2 separate regions of the Sus scrofa genome follow, and region 2 is linked to region 1. A link is a contact called in public Hi-C data. All regions are on one chromosome and are shown on one strand. Each heading gives the region's core, a stretch centred on a gene start, on an enhancer-like site or on the middle of the called end of the contact. The rest is flanking DNA. Distances are from core to core; before and after follow the strand shown.

Region 1 (5,997 bases), core at 536-3,035:
GTCGGGAGGTGGGGGTAAGGGAGACACATTGCCTTTCTCATCATCTGCCAGGAACACCATGCCCTCGTCTCATGTCAAAGTCTATTAACACTCACAACCAGATGCATGATCTGGGATCCAAAACATTATTTTCTATCACAAAGCCAACTTTTACACCTTTCCCAGAACAAATTCTCTTACCCTTCCCAGGTTCTTTGGAACAACCAAGAACCTTTTCTCTTTTTCATCCCCTATTCTCCCTTGTGCCAGATGTTGTGTATCACATCCCTGGGTACTGGATGAAATTATGCACAGGAAAAGGTAAAAATACTGAGGCTGGGAGTTCCCATCATGGATCAGCAGTAATGAACCCGACTAGGATCCATGAAGATGTGGGTTCCATCCCTGGCCTTGCTCAGTGGGTTAAGGATCCGGCGTTGCTGTGAGCTGTGGTGTAGGTCGCAGACACAGCTTGGATGTGGCATTGCTGTGGCTGTGATGTAGGCTGGCAGCTGTAGCTCTGATGCGACCCCTAGCCTGGGAACCTCCATATGGCATGCGTGCGGCCCTAACAAGACAAAAAAAAAAAAAAAAAAAAATTGACTGGGCCCAAAAAAAAAAAAAAAAAAAAAAAATGTGGCTGAGTGGAAACAAATCTGAATAGGAACCATAAGGTTTAGGATTTGATCCCTGACCTCACTCAGTGGGTTAAGGATCCTGCGTTGCTGAGAGCTGTAGTGTAGGTTGCAGATTCGGCTTGGATCTGGTGTGGCTGTGGTGTAAGCCGGCGGCTACAGCTCCGATTAGACCCCTAGCCTGGGAACCTCCATATGCTGTGGGTACGGCCCTAAAAAGACCAAAAAAAAAAAAAAATAGACTGGGTCTAAAAACATCATTTAACCTGAATCAGGCTATGGGAAAAGAATACTGGAATGGAATATCCAGCTGGAATGAACAGCATTTTCGCAGGCAGTTGTATGAATGGCTCCATTTTCAAGGAATCAGGGCTGGTGTTTTGCACAACTCTAGGGGGCAATATTCACATAAGGTCATGATGCCTCCTGGATTTGGGCAATCCTGTGGGTCTGAAAGCAAGCATGCCTTTCATTTCCCGAGAAACGAGGAGCAAAATGGCCCAGAAGAAGAGAGAATATTCTACCAAGTTGCATGGGTGCTACGAACATTCCAAAACTGCAGTTGATTGCGTGCCCAACTCTTGCTACACCTAAGATTTGCATACAGTCCTGGGGAGATTGGGGGGAAAACCAGGATTCCACCCCTGAACCCAAGCCAAACCTTCAATGACTGGAACCTGGGAAAACTGCTCTTTTCAATTTTAATCTAGTTTCTCTTTCCCAATAGCATTTAAAGGACAAACGTGTTCTGTTCTGCAGCCCTGGAACTCACTATTCATAGTTAGGTCATTACCTGTGAGGACTTTATACGGGTTATTGGAAGTTTAGATTTACAGTAAATGTACTATAAGTCACACAATAAAATGTAGTCCCTCGCTTAATTACTTACCTCAGCTATTGGGAGTTTTTCTCATTTCTCAGGTCAAGGTTTTTACGTAGGGCCTTAACTACGGAGTTGATATTGCTATGAAACACTTTTGAACCCCTCAGAATAAGACTTCTTGACAACATCTAGGAGCAACTCGCCAAAAACAATGAATGGTGTTTCACAATCTGAGTGGGTGTACTTCATTTAACTAATATGTAAATAAAGGAGTGGTGAGTTAACAGCTCAATACTGGAGGGACCTCTCAGGAAAGCTCAGCTACTAGAAATCAAGGGCAACTTCAGTCCAATCCCGTGACACTGTGGAATTTAGGCTTAGCGAGGTCGCTGGGCCCAGACCAAGGGGAGGACAAAGGGCTCCTTTCTCTGGATCTCACCCATGTCCATAGCGATGGGACGCTGGGAGGCGAGACACTCCAGAGCTAATTCTCTAGTCCCATGTAGTTTCTATTTGTAGAACTTCCCCCCACCCCTTGCTTACAATTGCCAGAGAATTACAGATAGTCCTAGAGAGGAAGAGATCAATGATGAACTTCTGTCCTGCCCTCTGGCTCACGTGGGGGCCAATGCCCAACAGGCCAGGATGATCTGAAGGACCAGAGCCCCCCCGGGCCCAGCCAGACAAAGGAAAACAGAGACCTTGGAAGAGGAAAAAGAGTATTTGTCGGTACTAATGGAATCAGTGTAACAGTAACAACCCAAACGTCAGGAGCTGGCACTTGCCTGTACTTGCCCCAACATGGGACCTCAGACCCTAGCAAATTCTACCCAACTTCCAAGTTTTTCTGGGTGCCCCTCGGGGCTGTTCCACAGGCATCTGCATACAGTTCTGTGGCTTTCCATCCAGCCTCTGTGTCGATGACATCCACTTCCCAAGACTCCCTCCCTGGACTCCATGACAATGTGGTGTCTGGTCCAAGACTGTGTCTCATGGCCCTGCATGCAGAGCTGCTAATCTGAAAGGGGCTGAATTGTTAGTATCTTTTGACCTGGGCAGCAAAGCATCCCAGGTGTTTCAGAGCCCTTGGGAAAACAGTTCCTTCTTGCCTCTCTCTTGGAGGGTTCAGACAAGAGTCCTGAGAGGTCAGACTGGTGCATTTGGGAATTGATAGCTGAGATAGATGTGACTTTTTTCTGTCCACCTTCTCCCTTTCTCTACCCTTTATTCTCCCCCAGCCCTCTCTCACTCATTTTTTTTCAGTATTTCAGGATGAACTCCAATAATCTACATTTTAATAAGTTCCCACGGAGGCCAGCTACCACCTCCTGGGAAGCAACACTGTGTTCATTAAAAGGCTGTATAGCCTGGTGGCTGAAGCCATGAGTCACACCTAGATCTGAATACAGGCTCTACCACTTACTATGTCCTTAAGCAAGTGACTTAATATCTTTGTGGCCCAGTCTCCACAATGACTAAAATGGACACAATAATAGGACTTGGCTCATAGGGTTGTGGTTAGAATTCCACGAGATCATTCATTTATATCTTCCTTGTATAAACACTTTATTGAGGGCCTATAATGTTTCAAGGACTGTTCTTGATGGTAGGAATACAGACAGAACAAAATACCCCAAATCGCTGTCCTCATGAAACTTAACTTCTAGTTGAAGAAATAAACAGTAAGCATAAAAATAATACAGTGTTGGGCAGAGATAAATTCTATAGGCATAAAGTCTGATTGGGATATGGAGAATGACAGGGAGACTATTTGATATAGGGCAGTCAGGGGAGGCTTCTTCGAGGAAGTGACATATGAGCAAAGATCTGACTGTAAAATATTTAGCATAGTTCAGACATAGAGTGTTCCATAAATGGAATCATTAATAATACTACTTTCCAGGTTCTCATTTCAAGATGCTCAGATTATGTGCCTAAAATGCAGTAGGTGCTTTATTTTATTTTAGAAAATATATCTCTAAACAACACTAAAATAATCAGCCCATTTCACAAACACAACTACTCATTTTAATGACTGTATCTCATTTACTCTTAATCTCCCAGCCCTGGTCACCTTTCTACTGGGTGCCAGAGTAAGGTCCAGAACTGCATGTTTTGACCCCACAAATGTCTGTCAGTACTTGAGAGGGATGGCAACATACTTTCCAGAGTGGAGTCACAGGTTGTGTTGGTGAACCTGGACTATAGATGGGGAAGGAAGTAATGAGGAGGAGAGTGAAGCACGTTTAGCAGACACACTCTGTATCACTCAGGGGCATCGTTCTATTGGGGTAGTAAGACAGCGTGGATGGTATCACTCACTGCAGGAGTATCAGAGCAGCACTGACATAGAAAAGTTTTGAAACTCTGTTCTTTGGGACTCATTTTCACAATCTAAAAGTTTAGAGGTGGAAAGTAAAATCTTAAAGAGCATGTTTAACCACCAGTTCTGAACCATGTTGTTAAGACATTATGAAATTTGTCAAACATATTTTTTAAAACACATGAAAGTACTATAGATGATGAATAATGTTTTAAAAAATGACTTAGAACGTCAAGGTGACCCCTACCCTATAATCTGATATCTACCCCACTGCATTCCAGTATCAATTCTAGAGTGGGAGGGTGGGATGGAGTTGCAGCCAGTCTGCTGGCTATTGCACATAACCTGCAGCTTCTCTTATGGGTGCTGAGGTTCCACCCTTGGGAGTGGGTCACGAACATATATCTTATCTGTCATGGCTGTTATCTGATGAAATAGGGTTAAGAAATGCTGATCTGACACAAATCCCATATTTTACATATGAGAACCCGGAGGCCTAGAGAGATGAAATAACACCCTGGATCACACAGCCAGAAGAAAACTCAGTAGGACTAAGACCAAGGGGTTCTGTCTTCTCAATAACTTGGTCACTTCTGAAACACCTGTCTTGGGTCAGGCTCCCTGGAAGCAGAGCCTGAGATGGGAATTCTAGTATAAGAGATTTATTGGAAGAGTGTTGTAGACCCCACTCAACCTAGGATCCTTCTGTGTCACCCAATAAACAGATCAATTTTCCAGGATGGAATATGCCATCTCCTAAACCCAAAGGGGCCTATTCTTAGTTGTACAAGGTACAAAGTACAAAGACTTGACCTTGATTTTGGATAGGATAACCCTGCAGGATCACTGGACCCCTAAAAATTTTACTGTTGTGGCAAGTCACTAAATCTCTGTAGTGTTTACCACCTGCTCCTTGAACGCTGCCAAGGTATCCAGAGGATTTGCCCCCCGCCTCCTCGGGTTTGATTAATATGATGTCATCAAAATAGTGGACCGAAGTGATGTGTTCTGCATAATTGTTAGATGACTTAGGTCCCTTTGGATCATACTGTGACAGAGAGGAGGGCAATGGACTTACCCCTGAGGCAGAACTGTGAATGTACATTATGGTTCAATGTATATACATGTCAGCTGCTTCTAAGCCTTCTTTCTGATGGGTATTTAACACCACACATTTGCCAGGTACTAACTGAGTAGCATAACTGTGAGGATGTGTTCACCTCCTCTGGTGAGAAACAGCTGCAGGTAGGGCACTTCTTGGTTAAGTGTGCAGCTCTACACTGACTTCCCCCATGACACAGTTTTTCAGGGCCAGACTGATCAATTAAATGAGCATATGACAGGGATGACCAACCCCACACCCTTCAAGGATGGCACCTCCTGCCATTCTCCCTAGGAAATGCAGTGTTCTCATATACCATAACGACCAAAGGGTGTAGTTTTGGGGACTTACAAATAGCCTTTTTATACTATAATTGCTTTTACTCTACAGGTTGAAGATCCAATATAATTATTCCGCAAATTGCTAAGAATGTCCATTCTGGAAATGACCACTGGGTGGATCCATGGACTCAACTTATTACCTGACTTACACATGCCCCTACTTTAAAAGGGGTGATGATGGCACTTCGGATTCTCAGCATTAGGATCACCTCTGACCTTACGTCCAGTAGCACTCGAAAAAACTGGGTATTTCCCTTTCCCCATGAATTTACCTGAGTAAACAGCTATAGGTCTTGGGGAGTTTCTGCAGTATATGCTTACAATGATGCTGCAGTCTCATCACACATGCAGTTTTCTTGCAATCAGTGGGTTCCAGGTCTGATAACCGACTCACGCCTGGAAATGAACAAAGACGACCTGATTTTCTACTGGAAGGGCTGACCTCAACCTTCTTTTCATCGTTCTTAGTCTCTTTTGATTTTATACGTTAAGCAGATATTCTTATTGACTATCTTGGCCCTAGAAACAACATGACCTATTAGCTAGCTTTGTATGAAGTTTCACATCAGACATTCCAATAATTTGGCCCATTTCAGCAATTACATCCACCTTGCTTCTGATGGCTAAGGTTACCACCTGATCTTTGCTCTTCTGGGACCCTACTGTTCTCATCAATACTAGGGAGGCAGCTTAGTTCTGGAAGAGCCTAAACCTGAAGAGAACAGCCTCTATAGAGCTTCTCAGTGGCTCTGGGGCTGCCCCTCCCAGTGCATTCCTCTTCACCTTGGTAAAAG
Region 2 (5,971 bases), core at 3,082-5,581, 180 kb after region 1:
CAGAGGATGGACAGAGGATTTCTGCAGCCTGCAGGGTCCCCTTGCACAGGAAATGCTCAGTTACTGGAAGAAGGGGTCTGGGATTTGAACTCAAAGGGACAGCAAAGTGGGGGGGAAGGAGGCACCCCTGGGACTTTGACAAGGGCAGAGCCAAGCACCCTGGAACCCAGGAGGTTCTGCCCAGTCTCGGGACTGATAAAAAGGCCAAGCATCACTCCACTGGTCTCTCTCAAACACACAGAGAGAACCTGCCAGCAGAGACATATGCGGCCCAGTTTGGGCTCACTTATCTGGAGCCAGAGGTATCTTTTGCTCCGTAGTAGGGCTACTGAGACCTAGGACCAAATGCTATAAAATAACAACAACAATTCTACTACAGCAGCTGGGGCTTATTGAACGTTTAAAATGCACTGGCTCTGTGCTAATAGTTTTAAGTGCATCATGTCAGTCAATATTACAATCACTCTATAAGGCAAGATGTCACTTATCTGGGGCTTAGCTGAGGCTCAGAGGGGTTAGGTCATTTGTTCAAGCTCACACAGCCTCGAAAGAATTGGAGCTAGAAGAGCACTCAAACCCGGACTGCCTAGCAATAAACCCTGGGAACTTTCTGCTGAGAAGGGGGTGCTTTGCCAGAGAAGAAAGACGCCCTCAACTCAACTTGCCCCCTGCCCCCATTTCATACATAGTCACTGCTCTCTCCTGGTGCCATCTGGGGCCTCTCACCTCTACCACGTTTCTCCAAGATTATAAAATTCTCCAGATCACTCAGTCATGCAGGGACCCTGATTTTCCTTCTTTGCCAGAGCAACCCATAGTCATCTTTTTCCAGTATATCAAAGAGTGACTTTTAGGATGAGAGCATGGAAAGCTCTCTTCGTTTTGCCATGTCTACAACATGCTTAGGTAGGAATATGCTAGGGTTCAAAAGCAGGGCCAGTTTTATCAATGATACTCTTTCAGCCATTAAAACAGATCTATACACCTATACATTTATAGATACATACATACTTATATACATGGATAAATATGAATATTTATGCATACATATAATATAAATACTTCTCTCCTCTCTCTTTTTTTTTTTTTTAATTATCTTTTTGCCTTTTCCAGGGCCACTTCCTGCGGCATATGGAGATTCCCAGGCTAGGGATCTAATCGAGCTTAGCCGCCGGCCTACGCCACAGCCACAGCAACGTGGGATCCAAGCCGTGTCTGTAACCTACACCACAGCTCATAGCAATGCCGGATCCTTAACCCACTGAGCAAGGCCAGGGATTGAACCCGCAACTTCATGGTTCCTAGTTGGATGCATTAACCACTGCACCACGACGGGAACTCCTAATATAAATACTTCTCTTATGACTCAATAAAGTTCATTTTATATTTTGGAGATAAACAGGTCCATGATTGTTGGAGCTTCATCTGAATTAGACCTCAGGCAAAAAAGCGGGGTTTGCTTCTGCTAGAAAAGGAAGATACACTGGGAGTCACCAGGGCCACAGCAAATCTTTTTATTTTTTTGTCTTTTTGCCATTTCTTGGGCCGCTCCCGCAGCATATGGAGGTTCTCAGGCTAGGGGTCTAATCGGAGCTGTAGCTGCCAGCCTACACCAGAGCCACAGCAACACGGGATCCGAGCCGTGTCTGCAACCCACACCACAGCTCACGGAATGCCGGATCGTTAACCCACTGAGCAAGGGCAGGGATCGAACCGCAACTTCATGGTTCCTAGTCGGATTCGTTAACCACTGCGCCACGACGGGAACTCCCCACAGCAAATCTTAAGCAGGGCTTTGCCTGCAGTCTCTGTTCCCAGCCCCAGGGGACTGAGAGTCAAGGCCATGGTCTACCTTCTTCCCAGCTCCTCGATTCATTCAACCACATCATCTCCAAAGTGCCTCATAATTGGCTGCCTTGTGTGGGTATTTTCACTCCTCAAACCCAAGGAGCGATTAGGTCTTTTAAACAATGACTTTTGTGATGACCACGATATCCAGATCATTCTCGGTTCTTAATCAAAGTTGCCAGCAGGTGAATTCACAGCACTTGCCCAAAGGATGTTGCAATAGCTCACTGACTTCCTGTTTCAATATGACTATCATTTCAAAAGAACTACTCCCAAGGCGGAGAAAAGAAAATTCAAGTACATGTGAAATCTAACTGAATGTAACATAGACAATAATTCATGTTTTCCAAATGAATCAAAATGTGAATCAAGCTTGGGGAATGTATTTGATCCTCTCGGGATTACATCACAGGTAATTTCATACCCTCATAACGTGTTTTGAAACAGATATTTCATGTTTCCAGGGGCAACATCAGAAGCATTATTCCTGGGCTTTCAAGTGTTTTCATGAGCAGTGACGCCATATTGGAAGGCCAAGAGCTGATCCATTACAGATATACTTTTCTGACTGTAAATCATTTAGAAACATACGGATTATGCTGATCTTTATCATTCTTGGTGCCAGATCCACACAAGACACAGATACTGACAACAGACAGGCACTAAATTTGATCAAAAGACAAAAGTACCTTACATGACCTCAGGGGCCCTTATCAATCTCGTTCAGCTATACGACAGACTAAAATGGAGCAAGCTTTGAGTCATAAAAGCTTAGAGGCTTTTGAGACCTCCACAGAAACTAGGGCTCTCTCCTCCCAGAAATGCATATTCACACCTGGTTTTTTTAGGGCCCTGGGCCCTCTAAAGACCATCCACTGACCTCTTACAAATCTATGGACACCAAGAGTCTTTAAAAAAAAAAAAAATCTCTCTTGCACTCATGTTGGATTGAAATGTCAAGAAAACTTTGTAGTGGGGTTGGGGGTGGGAGATATGTTTACTCCATCCTCTGAGAGAAGGCCTGAGAGATTCTATTATTGCTCTCTGCACTGGACCTGGGTGTTGCCTAGTTCTATGGCGACACCAGGAAGGGCCCCATTGGCTCTTCCCATTGGCAGCTGCTGGAGCCACCGTGCTGCATCCAGGAGGGCCATTCTGGACCTCTGTTTGGCAAGCTGGTGAAGATTTCACCATTTTCCCCACCACCCTGAACCTCAGTATCTATCTCCCCATGAATCCTCAACTCTGTTCTAAAACCAAAGAATCATAAAGAACGTATAGCAAAGACCAAAACCAAAAACAAAACCTAGGCCCCCACTTATTACAATCCTAGGTCTCTGTAGGTCTTTGGAAAGGGACACACGTGATGAACCAGAGCATCCAGAATTAATTTGATGGTGGTTTTTCTACGTGGCTGAAGAGGCCACACAGCTGTTTCTCAAAAGTCAGTCTTTAGGCCACCTCTATCCTCAGCACCCGAGGAGAACTTAAACTTGAAGTTTCCTGGGGTGCCACCCAGACCTGTGAATGAGACTCTATGTCTTTAAGAACCCCCCGCTCACCAATCCTTAAGCCCTCTCACAGCCGAGCCCTCCTGGTCCAAGGCTCCTCTGCTTTGTCTTCCCTCAACTTCCCACAACAAGATAACCACCTCCAGCGGTGATGGGCCTTGAAAGAGAAATATCCATAAAGGCCAGGAAATCCTTGTAAAGTCAGAGACAACACATTCGGTCCCAAGAACCCGAGCTCCAGTTCATCTGCGGAGATCCTATCACTCGGTTATTTGCCAATTTGAAATGAAGCAGGTCCTGACGTTCAGCACCACCAAAGGGTTCAAGGCAACAGTGCCCAGCCGCTGAGAGGGATGGGTCCCTGAAGGCCAAGCAAACAAACCCAGCCCCGGAGCACAGCACTTGCAGAGCATTGCCGGGACAATGACTTCCAACAGGGGAAGCTCATGGCCGGCTGAGTCAGCCCTTCCCCTATCCCACCCCCACCCCTGCTCTTCCAAAGATTACTTAATCACCCTGGATTTTAGACCTCAGACCGAGGAAGACTGCTGTCTTAGCCTTCAGAAGAGAGAAGCCATCATCAAGCAAGGTTTGTCCTGCTAGTATAAATATTTATTTACCCCTCCGATTAATAGGTATTTATCGACTATCCTCTAGAGGCGAGGCACTGCGTGGACATCAGGGAACCAAACCCAGAAGCTGCCCTGCTCCATTCGGCCAGGACACCGCTTCTGAAAACAATGTCTCTTTCCCCATGTCCTCTGACCTCATTCGCCATCTCCTGCTGAAGACACACAGTGGAGTAACAGCGGAGAGAGCCAGGCGACCGGCCCCGGCATTTCGAAAGGACCGAACTTGGCGAGAACTTCAACACTGTTTAAAAACAGGACCGATCCTCCTCTCTCCGGCAACCCTGTGCCCTTGCCTTCCCAGGAAACCCTCACTAAGACCTGGAGTTGGCAGCCCTGCGTGTCACAAAGCAGCCTCAGCCAAAACCAATCTCAACTCAGGGCAGAATAAAGCCGTTGGTTGTCTGGAGGGCTGAATGTCTTTCCCCGAGACAATAGCGTGTTTATGTGTCAGAGGGTTATAGGGGCAGGTTAACATAAAACCCACCGTAAACAGAGCTGTTAATTCAGTTGCTGGCAGGGGCTTCTGTTATCTTCTGAATACCTCCCAGAGGGTATAAGCCCTACCTTTTCATTTGAGTTGGCAGCAGAGTTATTTTTTTGCACCTGTTGCTCTGCTCCAATAACAACGCAGTTAAGCATTGATTTGTTGGAAAATAAACAGAAAAAAGCAAAGAAAGGCATCTGCCCAAACAGCCTGAGCTGGTTCGACTGAGAGTTCATGCCAATTTGTTTTTCCTATAAAAACCAAAGAAAAACCCATGCTTTCAGTTTGAAGGCTACCCTCCCACTCCCTCCGAAGAAAAGGTGGTATCAAAGAGGCCAGCCAGAGCTGGCAGGGCCAAGAAGCCAGAAGACACTGTACTTTTCCATTGGCTGGCTCTGTGAGGGCACTGAGGGGTGTCCAAGATCCACAGAATGACATGGCCAGCCTCCAGCCAGCCCAGATTAAGATCCTGATCCGATTAACAAGGGCAGGGAAAGGGGCTGCCGGGGTATGACCAAAACTCAAACCACACTCTTCCAAATGGTTGACTTCTGAAACTCAGTGTGGCTCAGGGAGTAGGTGTGGTCTAGGGGTTACCTCCTAAAGCAGGGACTCAGCGTGCCTCTCCCAAAGACTTCTTCCATCCAGCCCTGGGCAAGCAGTATGATTTGAAAATCCCCGTTGTCTGGACCAGAGCTTTCCCAGCAGGGCAAGGACGCTGGCCATTCCTCCCTCCAAGGCGACCTGTGGATACGCACTCAGGTGCAGCCAAGTGACTTGAAGTCCCAGGTGAAAAGGACCTGAGATGTTGACAGTGCAATGGCTGCACTAACTCAGGCATCACCGCCGCGCTCTCATTTCTCAACAGTTTGTCAATATCACATGATGCGCTCAAGCCCAAAAGAGTCACAAATAGCTAAACAAATCACTCAAATGGAGATCATGACAATGCTAATTAAGCAATGGCATCATCACCCAGCCTTCAACACACACAGTCAGGAGAAGCCTCTTAATATCTCTCTCTAAGCCTTGAGCAGAAAGCCTAGGATGTGGGCAACATGCCAGGGTCCCCGAGATTATCACCTCCCTCTGCAGCTTCCTCTCCGCCACAGGACCTTCATTATCACCAGACCCCTGGCTTCAGGGGGAGCCCAGAGGTGGGGGACGGCCTCAGAAATGCCACTTCTCAAGGAGCGTTAAGGACTGGGTGTCCCGACAGGGGAGGGATATGGCTGGCTGAGCATTCCCAAGCATTCCTGTCATGAGCAGGGCAGGGAGTGGAGTGCCTCGGAACCAGACTGGGCAGCCAGAAAAAGAAAAGATTCAACAACACCCTCAGTCGACTGAAAAATAAATAAGACCTAGGGCGCAGGAATGCGGGAAGGGTGGAGGGAGGTAAGAGGTGGGAATGGAAGCCAGGAAGGAGTTGGGATGGACTGGGACAATGAATCTGGCCATTTCAAGATTCGAGTTTCTTCCCAGAGAAAGATTAAGAT

What was found. A called contact is a pair of places that touch in the nucleus more often than the background predicts.
Region 2: a contact with region 1 is called in a Hi-C map of liver, with 4 times the contacts expected there. The contact joins two enhancer-like sites. A contact is called at or near these places in 4 of 47 Hi-C or Micro-C datasets (liver and skeletal muscle) and 1 of 2 datasets of contacts at active chromatin or transcription factors (alveolar macrophages).

What each region holds. Positions count from the first base shown.
Region 1 is chr2:26,144,581-26,150,577 of Sscrofa11.1, forward strand. No RefSeq gene overlaps it. Among named protein-coding and RNA genes, the nearest start is that of APIP, 53 kb to the left of the region's middle. Within about 2 kb of position 1,786, at least 14 of the 83 cell types and tissues checked have an H3K27ac peak or open chromatin away from gene starts, as enhancers often do. A contact at or near this core is called in liver, where this site is marked.
Region 2 is chr2:26,317,675-26,323,645 of Sscrofa11.1, forward strand. The region is part of intron 2 of EHF (ETS homologous factor); the gene reads right to left. Among named protein-coding and RNA genes, the nearest start is that of EHF, 20 kb to the right of the region's middle. Within about 2 kb of position 4,332, at least 29 of the 83 cell types and tissues checked have an H3K27ac peak or open chromatin away from gene starts, as enhancers often do. A contact at or near this core is called in liver, where this site is marked.